Linked DNA regions of Hordeum vulgare: region 1 is linked to region 2. The links are chromatin contacts, called in public Hi-C maps. All regions are on one chromosome and are shown on one strand. The core of a region is the stretch at or near the end of the contact, and the rest is flanking DNA. Distances in the headings are between cores, read along the strand shown. Region 1 has its middle 32 kb from the start of LOC123395904. Region 2 holds the start of LOC123395962 (intermediate cleaving peptidase 55, mitochondrial).

Evidence for each region. A called contact is a pair of places that touch in the nucleus more often than the background predicts.
Region 1: a contact with region 2 is called in a Hi-C map of seedling, with 2.4 times the contacts expected there. The contact joins the enhancer-like site here to the promoter of LOC123395962 in region 2. A contact is called at or near these places in 2 of 6 Hi-C or Micro-C datasets (leaf and seedling).

What each region holds. Positions count from the first base shown.
Region 1 is chr5H:102,436,974-102,439,673 of MorexV3_pseudomolecules_assembly, forward strand. No RefSeq gene overlaps it. Among protein-coding and RNA genes, the nearest start is that of LOC123395904, 32 kb to the left of the region's middle. Within about 2 kb of position 1,383, at least 3 of the 3 cell types and tissues checked have open chromatin away from gene starts, as enhancers often do. A contact at or near this core is called in leaf and seedling, where this site is marked.
Region 2 is chr5H:101,480,684-101,483,383 of MorexV3_pseudomolecules_assembly, forward strand. It overlaps LOC123395962 (intermediate cleaving peptidase 55, mitochondrial), which reads left to right and starts at 1,323. Exons shown (of 13, transcript XM_045090983.1): 1 at 1,323-1,481; 2 at 2,289-2,396. The coding sequence starts at 1,434.

The sequences.
Region 1 (2,700 bases), core at 133-2,632, 960 kb after region 2:
AAATATTTAATGGCAGGATTCAATCACCAGACCCGCGTATAAATATGACATCTTGACATAATCGAACGGGCAAGCACAAACTACTTTTTTAGGATGATAATGTATAAAAATATGACAACTCGGCATATTTAAAATCGATGACCATTTTTTTTTTGTAATTGTTTGTAAATATGACAAGTCGGAATAGTTAAATTAGCAAGCACATAATTTTTTTTGGTAAAGTTGTATGTAAATATTACAAGTTAACATATTTAAATTAGCAAATCAAACATATGACATGCATTTAAATCATGTATAATGAAAAATTGCTACAAGACAACAAACATTTATCAAACACGGTCGTCGGGTTTAAGCAAGCGTAGTTGCCAAAAGTCTATACACATGATTGCCAAGTTGACAAGTAACTTAATTAAACGTGGCTACTAAATGTATCATAGTCTAACAACTAAATAATAATAATCTGGCAACTATCAATGAAAAAAAATATTTAGTTTTTATATTATTCTTTCTTTTTTCTTTTTTTCTTAAATAAGCGATTCTGTTTTCAAATTCGTTAAGTTTCTTTTCTAAATCGATGAAATCTTTCATAAATTGCATGAACATTTTTAAAAATGAATGAACTTTTTTGGTTTTTGGCAAACTTTTTTGAAACCGATGATCTTTTTTTTCAATTAGATGAAATGTTTTTCAAAATAGATAAACCTTTAATCAAAATTGATGATATTTTTTAAAAACATGTGGACTTTCTTTTAGTTAGATCAAATATTTTTCAAAATTGCTGATTCTTTTTTCAAAATCCATGAATTGTTTTCAAAACCGGTGAACTTTTTTTCAATTGGATGCAATGTTTTTCAAAATTGATGAAATATTTCCAAAATTGGTGATTTTTTTTCTCAGTTAGGTGATTTTTTTTTTCAAATCGATGTTTTTTTCAAAAATCAATGAACTTTTTTTTAAATTATTTGAGCTTTTGTTCGAATTCAATGACCTTTTTCAAAAATCAAGTTGATCGTGTTTTTCAAAATAGATGAACGTTTTTCAAAATCATTGAATTTTTTATCAAAATTGATGAACCTTTCTCAAATTCTATGGACTTTTTCAAATTTGATATTTTTTCCTTTTAAAACCTGTGAACATTTTCCCATTTGATGAACTTTTTTGCAAAATAGATAAACTTTGTTTTGAAAATCAATGAACTTTTTTCAGGGTTGTGAACTTCTCTTTCAAAATGAAGAACTTTTTTCAAATCACAATCTTTTTCAAAATAATTAAAATTTGGCCGAATGTTTTCCGTACCGGCCCAGCACGGGAAGCTGAAGGTGTCAGCAGTGCGAATGGACGCCTGGAGCGCCGTATAGGAGCTTCCAGCTGCAGGTGCTGGCGGCACAAGCGCCGATAAGGTTGCCTCAAAAAACAAAAAACAAAAACAAACGCCGACTAGGGATGGGAACTCCTATATGTCGCTCCTCGCAGCGAGTAATCGGGCAATTGCACAGGTGTAGTCTACTTGGGCCGGCCCATTGCGGTGTCCAGTGGAGCGAGGATTAAAAAAGAAAAAATGGATGGCGGTAACTCGGATTTGAACTGACGATGAGGTGCTGATGTGCAATCGACGGAAGCCAATACCACTGAAGTGCTCTTGCCGCACATGTGCATCGCTAAACTACAAGGACTACCAAAGTATGAAACATGAAATTTTTTGACATTTTGAGCAAAATCTAAAAAGGAACAATTTGGCATAATTTTTGAAATAACAAACACTTTTATGATTTTAAGAACAAATTTAAAAATCTAGAATAATTCTGAAATTCCTAAGAAATTTTTTAATTGGGACATTCTTTTAATAGATAAAAATGTTTTTCAACATCGTGCATTTTTTTTAAAACATTGCACATTTTCAGTAAATACGAACATTTTTTAAAACTTTGAACAATTTTATAAAAATACCAATTTTCTTTTGGACACGCAAAAAAAATATGGAATATATTTAACATTATTTGAATTTTTTAACAAAATCTGAGAACTAGGAAAATGTTTGGAAGCACAAATATTTTTGAAATTTAAGAGTAATTATTGAAACAGAGAAGAACTTGGCAAATATCGACCAACTTTGGAAATGTGAACAATTTTTGAAACAATGAACAATATATTTTAAAAACCATAACATTCTTTGACACTATGAACATTTTTGCAATATGTGAACAAGTTTTGAAATTGCCAAATATTTTTCGAAATGCAAAGAAAATATGAAAATTTTAACATTATTTCAATTTTTTAACCAAGTCTAAGAACTAGAAGAATTTTATGGACGCAAGAACACTTTCTAAAATTAAGAAAAAAACTTAACATATAAATTTTTTGCAAATCTCCACCATCTTTGCAAATGTAAACAAAATTTTAATAGGTCAACAACTTTTCTGAAGATCGTATCATTTTTCTGAAATGATGAACATTTTGTGAAAACGCGAACAATTCTGAAAAATACCAAACATTTCTTGGATGCAAATAAATCCGTAATATTTTGAAGATTTTTAAAAATTTATAAAATTCTGAAATAAGAAAAGAATAAAATAAAAAATAAAAAGAAACATAAAACAGGAAAAAAGACTAAAATGAAACTAGAAAAGCAAGAAAGGGAATAGAAAAGGAGAGAATGAAAAGAAGAAAATGAAAAAAAAAAACAGAAAACAAAGTTTCAGG
Region 2 (2,700 bases), core at 73-2,572:
TCGAAAGAAAAATTCGTCAGCATTTTAATCCAATTTCCTATTTTTTAATATGCAAAAGTTTTTGTAATTCTAAATTATTTAAATTATAAATAAACAAAAATGGAACGGAAAATTTTAAATAAAAAAAAGAACTATCAAAACTGGCATTAGCTATTTTTAAAATTTTAGGACATATTTTGAATTAGAAAGCATTTTGTTAAATGTATTTAATAGTTTTTAATACATGAAATTGTATTTGAGATCATGGACTATTCTTATTGTACAAACATTTTTATAAAATTGCAAACATTTTATTGTATATGCCAACATTTTTTACAAAACTCCGAGCAGTTTTTGAACTCACAAACATTTTAATTTTTTAAATATGTTGATTTATAATTTCCAATTTATTAAAATTTTAAAGATTATTTATAGTTCTAAATTATTTAAATAAAAAAGTAAAACCGAAATGAAAATAAATAAATAAACGGAACTAAAAGCAGGCGCCTGTGCATGGGCCGGCCCATACGGTGTGCTGGATATTCTTCCAGCGTGCAGAACGTAATATAGGAGGTTTTTACATGGGCCGGCCCAGTTCAAGATTTTTCGCTTTGTATAACGTTTTCTATTACTTACCAGTGGCATGGTGTGTAACTTATGCAAATTTTAGGGGTAATTTTCAAGACGGAAGATCTGAAACCGAATTTGCTTTATTATTAGAAAGAGATACAACAGAAGGTTAAGTTTGTTTGGAAGAAAGTTATAGATATTTTTTGACTTTTTATGGAATTGTTATTTGTTCCTGTATCAAATGCATATACAACCAAGAGTCAAAGGGTATTGCTCGTCCATCCTTGAGTTATTTAGTTTTGATTTGCTATTTTTTTAGAAAGATTTGCTAATTATTTTATTCTTCCTTCGTCTTATAATATAGTACATTCATGTTTTTTAAGATTTAAGTTTGATAGTAAATTTAATCAACGCGAACGATTGCTGCGGGTGTAAAGTATAATAATACGAATTCAATGATACAATTTTTACTTCCGTCATAATTGACTACGTTGATTAAATTTATAATCAAGTCTAAATCTTAAAAAGCGTGGATGCATTATATTATTGAATGAAGGGAATCCTACAGTCGTAGGTTCTCTCTAGATTGTAGAACGAAGACGCTGGAACAGAAAAAATTAAAAAAATATGGCACAAATGCAAATTGAAAACACATGGAACGAACGGCAGAAAATACTCCCAAATGAACCCGAAGAAGCCTAGAGCGGAATCGCCAAAGCTACTTGAACATGGACCGAACGACGCTTTAGGATTAGTGACGGACACTGTTTTGCGTACACATCTTTCCCGTCCCTTCTGGACGGCTAGGATCACCGCAGAGTCCCAGGTTAGGGTCTCCGGGAAGGCTGGCGGAGGGGCGAAGAAGAATCAGGAGAGGGAGCTGCATGGCGACGGCGGCGCGATTCTTGCGAAGGACGCTGCGAGCAAGCGAGGTACTCAGATCGAACCCACTAATTCCTATCCTAATCACCGCCGACGAGGAGCTCGTTCCCTCTCCCCTCTTCGCGTGCACCCCCCCCTCCCCCCCCCCCCCTAAATCAGTCCCTGTCCGCGCTGCCGTCGCCGAAGATTATTAATCTGCTGTAGTTCTGTATGCATTTAGTGTTTATTAGTATTCTGTGCTCACCAAAGGCGCGGCTTTGTTCCCGACCTTGTTGCGAGCGTTTAACCACTAGGTCGATCCGTGGTGCTTGAGAAGCAGCTGACGGGATACCCTTGGACTGTTAGCTTCACTGAATATATTGGATTGGGAGTAGCTTAAGGGTAGAATGGAATAGCTTTCGCACCGGTACTATTTTTCTGATTCGAGGGATGGTGTGGGGTGGGGGGGTGGGGGGATATTTTTGCTCAGTCTGTTCACGCTTCCTAGGTGATTATCTAGATAAGGTGCTATATGGATATTTCGGTAATGCCCTGAGCTTCGGTTCTGATGAGGTCCTTGGTTAATATGGGTTTTGGTTGAATTGTGATTTGCACGTCTCACATCTTGGCAGCACAAACGGAATGCCAAAGTATCCAAATTGACGGTCCCTGGATTCTAATCGTCGCTAATTATACGTTTGCTTTTCCATGGAAGTCATGAATTCGTCTTGCAATTGATGACTTAATCACCGCTAATTATAGGTTAATGGGAGCAATTTGGTGGCATGAACATAACACCCACACCTCTTATGGGTGCTTTTATAGCATTGTTTACCTTTCGAGTGTTGGATTCTGATTCAAGGCATTCTTTGATGCAGGGGGCGTCTCGCTTGTTATCTACCTCTCACAGTATAATTAGGCGTGTTGCATACACTACCGGAGGAATAATTGATGTTGGCCAGCCAACACCCAGATCTCATCCCGAGGTACCATCTCTTTTAGGCTCGGTGTGCAGTTGTGTCGTTGCTGAACTGTGCTGTGCTGAACTTTTATAATCTGCTGTTGAAAAGTAGCCACAATAACAGAAAAAGCTGGTTACAAACAGTAAATTAGGCAAAAGCAGGTCGAAAGAACGGGACTATCATAATCCGTACTGGTTTGGTGCTGCACGTGCTTGTTGTTTCTAAATTTACAGGCATGACAACATTTTAATCTCGTTATGACAAAAACCAGTATCTATAGGAGTTTTTATACATCCATTATTATCATCATCTTTCATACACTCTGAAT